Linked DNA regions of Mus musculus: region 2 is linked to region 1. A link is a contact called in public HiChIP or PLAC-seq data. All regions are on one chromosome and are shown on one strand. Each heading gives the region's core, a stretch centred on a gene start, on an enhancer-like site or on the middle of the called end of the contact. The rest is flanking DNA. Distances are from core to core; before and after follow the strand shown. Region 1 holds the start of Snrnp27 (small nuclear ribonucleoprotein 27 (U4/U6.U5)). Region 2 has its middle 23 kb from the start of Anxa4.

The links. HiChIP or PLAC-seq counts read pairs in DNA pulled down with a chosen protein or histone mark.
Region 2: an H3K27ac HiChIP or PLAC-seq map of embryonic stem cells shows a contact between it and region 1, with 5 read pairs. The contact joins the enhancer-like site here to the promoter of Snrnp27 in region 1. A contact is called at or near these places in 6 of 39 promoter capture datasets (the 3T3-L1 cell line, embryonic stem cells, hippocampal neurons and 2 more), 1 of 15 datasets of contacts at CTCF or cohesin (stem cell-derived epiblast-like cells), 31 of 484 Hi-C or Micro-C datasets (the Ba/F3 cell line, the C10 cell line, the C2C12 cell line and 16 more), 8 of 115 datasets of contacts at active chromatin or transcription factors (bone marrow-derived dendritic cells, bone marrow-derived macrophages, effector CD8 T cells and 2 more) and 3 of 9 other capture datasets (adipose tissue, embryonic stem cells and pancreatic islet).

The regions. Positions count from the first base shown.
Region 1 is chr6:86,681,637-86,686,536 of GRCm38.p6, forward strand. It overlaps Snrnp27 (small nuclear ribonucleoprotein 27 (U4/U6.U5)), which reads right to left and starts at 2,855. Exons shown (of 6, transcript NM_025665.2): 1 at 2,811-2,855; 2 at 1,220-1,340; 3 at 1-67. The coding sequence starts at 2,844.
Region 2 is chr6:86,814,270-86,819,169 of GRCm38.p6, forward strand. No RefSeq gene overlaps it. Among named protein-coding and RNA genes, the nearest start is that of Anxa4, 23 kb to the left of the region's middle. Within about 2 kb of position 2,507, at least 56 of the 459 cell types and tissues checked have an H3K27ac peak or open chromatin away from gene starts, as enhancers often do. A contact at or near this core is called in the N1E-115 cell line, embryonic stem cells, erythroblasts and 1 more, where this site is marked.

The DNA.
Region 1 (4,900 bases), core at 1,605-4,104:
TTCCTCATCTCTTCTTTCTTTCAGTCGAGAAGGGGAGGGAGATGTGGATCTATGTCGTCTTGGAGACCTAATGTTTATCAAGTGAAGATGTTAGGAACACATATGCAAGGCAATTCTGTCGATCTGCACAGTCTTCCTTGAGCTTCTGACAGGGGAAGTCCAAACAAAGCCAGGCTACAGAGACCAGAGCTCATCCTGTACAGCAGACAGAGGAAGGCTCTACCTGGTCTCTCTAATGGTTGGAAGAAAAACTTTTATCTAAAAGTTATCGATATGGCCAAGTCTAGAAAAGCCGTGAGACCTAAAAACCTTCCAAGTTTCTGAGATGAGCCTGAAAGAGAGAAGGAGCTATGGCTAAGAACAAGCACTGCTCTTGCAGAAGACCCAGGGCTGATTCCCTCACCAACAGCTAACTGGCCTCCATGGGCACCTACGGACTCGCACACACTGGAGCACACACACAAACACACACACAAGGAATATTTTAAAAGAATAGTAGTAGGCCCAGTGAGATGGTCCCAGAGGTAAAATGCTGGACAACCTGAGCTGATTCCAAGGACCCATGCAGGACATGGGAGAAAAGTGACTCCCAAGTTATCCCTGACATTCACATGCACACCTGCACACTTTCAAATGCAACAGAAAATTTAAAAATGAACACACACACACACACACACTTCTAAATGCCTACTGATGTCTTTGAAGAGTTCGTCAGTCCCTGTGGGTCACCTGTTGCTGAGCACATACTTAAATTTCTTTACCAAATACCTTTCTAAGGGGATTTCATTCATCATTCCTGTTGCTCTTATAGACAATTCCCTAGGGCTAGAAGATTGGCTTAGAGGTTAAAAGCACTGGCTGCTCTTCCACAGGAAATGGGCTCTAGGACCTACAGCACAGCTCGCAACAGTCTGAAACTTGTTTCTGATGCACCAGGTACAGACATATATAAAGGCTAAACACCCACACACAGAAAATAAGACTAACATCTTTTAAAAGACTATGCTCTGATACACTGTAATTAAACTATTTGCCATGAGTAATGCTAGCTTTAGAATACTGTGTGATTAAACTCTGCCATTTCATAAAACCAGAGTCCCTTCTAAGTGATAAAGGCAAAGTCAAGGGCATCTCCTGGGCTCTTTGTTCTCCGCATCCTTGTAGACAAGTTTCTCAGTTTTTCTTTCTTTGTTTTGTTTAATTTTCTGTCTACACTCACCTGGAGCGTCTTCGGTGTGGAGATCTTGAGCGGCTCCTTCTGCGATCTCTCTCCCTGGACCTGGACCTTTCTCGGCGTCTTCTTTCTCGATCCCGAGATGTGGACCGGGACCGCCTACGTTCTAACAAACACAAAAATAGCAGAGCTAAAGGTTAATTTGAACACCTAGAGCTGTCATAATGAAGTATAATGCAAGCCACTACTAGTAGTCACAATGAACAGTTAAAAAAACAAAAAAGTCAGCTGAGCATGGTACTCAGGGAAGAGGCAGGCCCTTCTCAGTGAGTTCCAGGCCAGTCCACGAGCTCTAGAATAGGCACTGCTAAGTGACAGAGAAACCCTGTCTTAAAAAAACAAATGCTGGGCAGCGGTGGCACACGCCTTTAATCCCAGCACTTGGGAGGCAGAGGCAGGAGGATTTCTGAATTCAAGGCCAGCCTGATCTACAGAGTGAGCTCCAGGACAGCCAGGGCTACACAGAGAAACCCTGTCTTGAAAAACCTAAACAAACAAACAAACAAACCAAGAAGTAATTCTTGTGCATAGTGGCACACACCTGTAACACCAGGACTGGGGAAGTGGAGGCAGAAAAAGCAATCATTCAAGACCAACCCCTGTTATGGTAAGGCCCTGTTTGCCATGCATCTGTGAGGCACTAAGTTCAGTTCTCTTGATCTCTCTCTCTCTCTCTCACACACACACACCCCTACTAACATTTCAACACATAACATCACTTAAATTACTTTAAAGTCAAACAATGTGGTGTATTTTAAAATCACCCATATTTCGACCGTTTATACAATAGCCTAATATCCAATTAGATTATCTTTTCAGTCAGAATCGTATTTTTAAAACAAAGTTCTGTGTTTTCTGAAAGCATGGCTGTGTATGAGGCTATCCCCGCCCCCTTGTTTGCTCTACCATGTCTTGTACTAATTAGTAAACTGGCCAAAGTAAGGCATAATGCTACACAATAGGTATTTCCCAAAGGAAAACCAATCTATTGGACATTTACTGCACTTCGAAGGCTCAATTTGCTTGAGGCCCTGGTTGCCTAGTAAGATAATTGAGTATTAGTTGAAGGTGAGCCTTGTTCTAAACAACTAGAGACTAATTCTAATCCCTTAACATGGCTGAGGATACAGATATCCTCTGAGTTTCCCCAAAGTCCCACCTTACACGGCCTCAGTCCTATGCTCTCTGTCTTATGTACAGAAGACATTAGGATATGCGGTCTCAAATTCTAAACACTTCCAACTAAAGACCCAGGCAGGGCACCGACATTTAGAAAGCATCTGTGAGCCAAGGCAGGTTGAATGTTATGGAGGGTGACGTTAATTCTCACACCAATCCTTCACGGTAAAGTTACCTACGATGGTTACGGGGACTGGACAGAGAAAGGCAGGCTGACTTATGATGTATGCACGGTCCCCCAGGAGCTAAGCGAAGGGACTGTGGAACTCTAGTTCAGGGCAGGGCTGAGGAGAGCAGGTCCCGGCCTCGCCCCGTCCCGCACTCTCCCGGGCCTTCGAGGTTAAGGTCGTGGGTAGCACCTGACACCGTCCCTAGCCGTGAGACTTTCTGGACTCACCCCTACGCGGGGAGCGGCTACGACTTCGACCCATCGGAGTCCTCCTCCTCCTCCTCCGACCGCCCCGGAAACAACCCCACAACTTCCGGAGCAGCTGGAAGTTGATTTTTGCAGGCCGGCTGGAAACTAGCAGAGCGCGTGGCGAGGGTTCCGGCGGCTCCAGCAAACAGATGACTTAAGTCTTGCCCTGGAAGTCGCCCCAGGGCCTGAAGTTCCTGGAAGAACTGGGCGCTAATTCCGCTTCTTCAAGTTGAGATTTCTTTTTAAATCTTGTCGCGATTTACCCCTTTGTCCTGCTGGAGAACTCACCTGTGTATCGCTCCACCCAGCACAGTTCTCTCTTGTTTTCCCAGCGTTCCTCTACACGTATAAAATACATCACACCAATCCTTTCTTGTTGTGGTTTTTCGAGACAGGGTTTCTCTGTGTAGCTCTGGCTGTCCTGGAACTCTGTAGACCAGGCTGGCCTCGAACTCAGAGATCAGCCTACTTCTGCCTCCCAAGTGCTGGGATTGAAAGAGTGTCTTACAACGTCAGGCCACACGAATTCTAATCGGCATGAGCTGTTTTTGACTTTTGCATTTAATTCTTAAGTCAGCTTTATGTTGGCGCAAGTGACAGCACTGGGATTGCACCCTAAACTACTATGGCGGTTTGAGAGAGTTCGTTTTATTTTTGTATGTATGTGGGTGTCCCTTGTATTCCATGCAACTGGCCATTGAGAACCTGACAGTAGGCACTGAGAAAGTGAGCAGCAAACCCACTGCATTCTCCCATCTCTTCAGCCCCAACTACTGTTTTTTGTAAGTAAAAGGCTCCATCCTACTCCCGAAGGGAACCTCCCAAATGTTGCCGTAACCTTCAAAATGAAAGGCTTTATGAGCCGCGCGCTCGCGCACACACACAAGAACGCGGCTTCTTGCAGTAAAACATGTATACAGCGAGTGGGAAAGGCTGCAGCCTCTACTGATGGAACCAGTGCTCTTGCCAGCCTTTGACGGGCAACAGCTGAGGACAGGCTTCTAGAACAAAAACTTAGGAAGAGGCAGAAGAGGCTAGTTTTAGTTTGAAAACACTTGGTCCACTAGTCATCATGTTAAGGAAAAAAAAAAAAAGGTAAATAAATAGACTTTTGTACAGCCTCTTTTATACCTGATCCCAACTAAACTAGAATTTCCACCATGCGGCCTGACTTCCATATTTTTGAGATTATGTGTCAAGCCGTAGGAGAGCACTGGGAATCTCCTGTCACTTATAAGGAAGTTTTAGGGATAATCTTGGATAACCACTATGGACAGCTGAAGTCACTGTCCACAGTGCAAGAGGGGGATTTGAGGAAGCCAGAGCACTGTATTAGAGGTGTGAGAAGACAGCAAAGTGACATGGGGGCTATGGGTGATCAGAGACATATGCCCCCTTCTTCCCACCTCCCCTTGCCAGGCTTTGGATCTTAGGTAATGAAAACACTTAGCACAGCCTCTTCAAATTTTCAAAAGTGGCTGGAAAGTACGATGAAGTTAGTGTAACAGACATTTGTGAATGCCTGCTGAATGTTGGATCCTGCACAACTGCAGCACTGGGGTGAAGGAGGGATCATGTGGGCTCTGCCAAGAGGCTTGCCATCTTCATCATGGAAGCAGATGACAGGCTGTTTTCATATCATGGATAGTATCCAGTGTGTTAGAGAGGGATACAAGGCCACTGAGCCGAATTTGATCTTACAGGAGGGTTTCTGGGAATAATATTCCCGAGAGTTGAGATTACCTACTGTGCTATTGCACTGTGACATGAATACAACTTTGTTCACACACACAGAGGCACGTACAGGCATGGTGCCTAGCACTTTTACCTGCTTAGCCATTACACACACACATCAAACACACACAGATATCACACACACCACACCCCCACACACATATCACACACACACACACCATACACACACCTACCTACCTACCTACCTACCTACCTACCTACCTACCTACATACATACCTACCTACCTGTTGGCAATGCTTACTGAGAGAGTAAGGGTTTGTCTGTTTGCAACATTCATAACATGATGCTGTCCACATAGAAGACAATGAAAGGG
Region 2 (4,900 bases), core at 1,257-3,756, 130 kb after region 1:
GAGCCTCTAAAAGTGTGCCAGGAATGTCATCTATATCCAGGATCTGCTGTCTTGAAAACCCTAGGCAGACACTACCCACTGGGCACTGCTGTGGGACAGAGGTGCAGACCATTTCTATCCACCCGTTCTCTCCTGGAAGACAGGCTGTGAGGTTGTCCCTGCATCAGAACTCCCTTCTGTTGGTCCTATGCAAAGTACACACCCAGGTCTTTGTGTTTGTGATAGTTTGAAGGTAAAGTGACTCCCCCATGCCCTTGAAGACTTACAAAGCCTCCTGGTTTTGAACACTTAGTCCCAGCTGCTGGAGCTGTTTTGGAACTCTGTGGAATCTTAGGAGGTAGAGTCTGGCTGGAGGAAGTGGATAGTCCAGGCCCACTTCCTGTCCACCTTCTGCTTCCAGATGCAACATGACCAATGGCCTTATACTTCTGTTGCCAAGCCTTCCTGTCATGGTAGACTATACAACCTTTAAACTGTAAGCCAAAGTAAGCGTCCTATAAATCTGGTTCATTGGTCTATAACCCAGACTTTGGAGGTAGAGGCGGGAGGATCAGGAATCCCAGATCATAGGAGTTCATAGGTCATAAGAGTTCAAGGCCAGCCTGTGTTACATGAGATCTTGTCAAAGAAAGAGGAGGAGGGGTAGAAGAGAAGGAAGAGAAAATTAACAATTCTTAAGTTGCTTCTTGAGACATTTGGTCTCAGCTTTGGAAAAAAAAAAAAGTAACCAATACAATATTCCCTTTCAGGAATGTGGGTTTGGGAACAGCGGGAAGCTGACCCCTATAGCTGTGTTCTGTGGGTGTCCTGTGGCTACAGCCTGCACAGAACAGATGGTGAAAAGGAAGGCCTGCATTTTCAGGAATTTTACAAACAGCTCCACTGTGTCAGGAGCCTCAAATCCACTCTGGTGCAGTGTTTATGCCACGAAGGAGGGCTCACGGAAAGCTCAGGGCCCTTCCCCAGGCTCAGAGAAATCAATCATCATTGCCAGCAATGAGCAACCATTGACCTGGGCATATCCTTACATGAATGGCTTCTTCCCAAGGGAGAATGAGTAACGGGAGTGAGAGACGGACCTGGGTGTGTGGCACTGAAAGTGTTCCCCACTAGAAAGCAGGGTGAAGTTCTACTTATAAATACGTGGAAATGGCAAGATGGAGCCTCTCTGCATCCCTTCCCTTTTCTTTTGAATCTGACAATAATACTTACACAGGAAATTTCAGAAAGGAATGTAGGCGGCAGCAGAGCGTGGAAGCTGAGAGCAAGCTTTCAAAGCCTGACATCTGGGGCTGGGGTCCAACCCGCCAGGCTCTCCCTGTTCCGTGGTGGGTGGAGCCAGCTAATCGAATGGTGGTGTGCACCTGGGTGGAAGCCTGTTGCAGCTCTCCCAAGGATCTTAATTCCCTCTCCCGCTCCCTCCCCCCTCCCCCTCCCCCTCTCTCCCTCCTCTTTCCCCTCCCCTTCCTTTCCCCTCCCCTCCCCCACTCTGTGTCCGAGAGGGCCCAATTGCTGAGTGGAGTATTTGGAAGCCTGTTCACATACAGTGTCTTATTTTCCCTTTGCTGTGATAAGCACCTGGCAAAACAAGGGAGAAAGGGCGTGTTTCAGCTAACAGCTCCAGTCCATCACTCAGGAAGTCACAGGGCAGGAGCCGGACAGATTGTGTGGTCTGTACACCCATGGAGGCTAAGGTGCAGAGAGTGATGACAGCCTGTATCCCAGGCTAGAGATTGGCAGCCTCACAGTGGCCAGGTCTTCCCTCAATTCACCTAAAAAGGATAATGCCCCCAAGATACACTCAGAGGCCCATCTTCCAGGTGATTTTGTTTCTCACCAAGTTGACAACTGAGATTAAACAGTACATATAGTATGTAAGGTTCTCTACCAACATACCCAGATATCAACAAACAAACAAGAGAGGCAAGACAAGGGAATAAAGAGAAAAATAAATGGAGCCTGTCACAATTCCCATCTCTCGCCTTCCCATCCTTCTGTCTTCAGTAGCACCGTTTCTGTCTCTCTTCTCTCTCCTTGCTTGGCTAATTAATTCAACCTCCTAACACTTCCCAAACCAGAAGAGCTCCTGACACCATCTCCCACACCCCTCAAATCCTGTGTCTCTTCCTGATTTTTCCAATCTGTTCTCAAGTTCTCCTTCAGGGGAATGGCTCAAACAAACAAACAAACAAACAAAAATTAAAAGCTCAGAATTATCAAGGTCTAACGTATATTCTAAAAGTGCTCTCCTTTTAAATGCTCAAGTTTCATTCCAATAAATGTGTACAAGGCGTAAAACACAGAGACCCTTTTGAGACAGGATCTTGTTTAGCACGGGCTGTGTAGCCGAGGATAAGATAACCGTGCATTTCTAGTCTTCCTACACCTACAATTTGATTAGGCTTTATTTAGCTTATGTGCTAGCACACACTAGAGGAGGTCAGAGGACAACTTGCAGTTCTCTTCTTCTACCATGTGGGGGCCAAGATTGAATTTAGGTCATCAGGCTTAGTCCTAAACATTCTTCCCCAGGGAGCCTCCTTCCGGCTCCCATCTGAGATTGCAGGCATACCACAGCATGCCAGGTTTTATCTGGTGCAGGAGATCGAATCCAGGGCCTTCTGGACAAGCGCTGTGCCAGCTGCAGCTAGCGGCAGCCCTCAACGTTGATTTCATCTGAAGTTACCTCTTACCTCTTCCAGTCAAGTTCTTGCCTCCTCTCCTGATACTTGGGAATCAGCATCTACCTCCTCCTCCTCCTCCTTCTTCTTCGTTTTTTGAGACAGGGTTTCTCTGTGTAGCCCTGGCTGTCCTGGAACTCACTTTGTAGACCAGGCAGGCATCCACTTTCTTAAACCTTTTATAAAGTACCACAAGAGTGGAATGATGTCGTAGGTGCTCTTGGGGTCCAGCAGCCTTTGAGGTGTATCTTTTTGTGTCTGGAGCTCACTCATCTGTGTTGCTGAGCGGTCCCCCATTTTATAGACAGGTTTCACTTGTTTGTCCATTCACCCACTGATAAACATTTAAGCTGCTCTCAGTTTTGGGCTATTATGACTTATGCTATGATGCTATGACTATATGTAATCAGGTCTTTATACAGACATGTTGCTGTCATTGTGTGGCACAATAGGAAAGTTTAACATGATAAAACACTACAAGCTGTTTTACCCATGAGCTGTGTCAGTAATATGTTATTAGTTTAGAAAAATTTGACCTGGGCATGGCAAAACAGACCTTGAATCCCAGAACTCAGGATCTGAAACAAATAGATCAAGAGTTTGCTGTAAGTTTGAGGCAAGCCTGGGTTACATGGCAAGACCTGGAAGCAAACATTTAAAATAAGCTCATAAATGGGAGGCAATGGCTCAGTTAGGAGAGTATTTGCCATGCAAGCATGAGAATCTGCATTCACACTAGAACCTACAGAAAAAGCTGGGTGTCAGAGCACGCACTCAGTCCCAGGCTGGGCAAGCACAGGCAGGAGGATGCCAGCAGTGTCTCTGGCCAGTCAGATTCATTGATGAGCTCTAGGTCCCAGGAAGAGACTCTGGATGAAAAATCTAAGTAACAACACCTGAGGTTGACTTCTGCCCTCCAGACACACATAAAAAAGACACAGGCTGGCACACACGCACAAACACGTTAAATAAATAAATGCCATTCTAAGCAGGGCATGGTGGGCCATACAGTTAATCCCGGCTCTTGGGAAGCTGAAGGAGGTGGACCTCTCTCTGTGAGTTTCAGGTTAGCCTGGTCTACATAGTGAGACCCTGCCTCACTCACTCAATCAATCAATCAATTAATGAAAAAAAACTAATCTAATGATTGTGCAGTGTTACCTTATTGCTGTTCCAGGTGACTGATGGGGGCCTTATTTTTGTATATTTATTTGACTTGAGTATATTTTCTTTGGCAAACTACCCTCTCACCTTCTGCAGGTTTGTAGGGATCGTGATACTGAAGGAGTGTTGCAATAGAATCTGACTATGTAGTGCAGGCTGGCCTTGAACTTCTGACCCTCCTGCCTCAGGCTCCCTAGTGCTGGGATTGGGAGTTTGTACCATCACACCTGGCATCTGGTTTTTACCATTTTAAAAAGTGGGTTTGTTTCTCTTATGATTGACTGGCAAGAGTTCTGTATATAGACTTCATACATGTATGTGGATTTGTAGTAGTAGCACTCTAAACAAGTTACAACCTATTAAAAGAAAACTCACTTGGGAGGCAAAGGCTGGTGAATTTCTGAGTTCGAGGCCAGCCTGGTCTACAGAGTGAATTCCAGGACAGCCAGGGCTACACAGAGAAACCCTGTCTTGAAAAGAAAGAAAGAAAGAAAGAAAGAAAGAAAGAAAGAAAGAAAGAAAGAAAGAAAGAAAGAAAAGAAAGAAAGAAAACGAAAGAAAACTCAATGGTTTCTGGGAGACGGCTCAGCAGAGTCCTTCCTGCTCCTGCAGAGGCCCTGAGTTCAGTACCAAGCATCTGCATTGGGTGGATCACAGCCACCCACAACTCGATCTCCAGGGGATCCCCACATTCTCCTCTGGACCCTATGGGGACCGCATTCACACCTGTGCAAACCTACACACACTTATGTGTAATCAAAATTTAAATCTTTATAACAGTACTCATCTGTTTATGACTTGATGGAATACTTTACAGTTAGTTATCTAATGGTATTAAAATGTAAAGTCAGTATAAAAACTGCCCTTGATAAAATATCAAGCAGAGAATAAAAAGTAATACGATACTAAGAGACTGTGACAATAACTTGGGGATGTATTCCAAATACCACAGCAACACCATCTGCTGGCTAAGATTACAGCTGGTGCTTAAATTATATATGTTTTTCAAGATGTTTAAGAAGCGTGGTTTAGGGGAAAAAATGTCACAAAGAAGC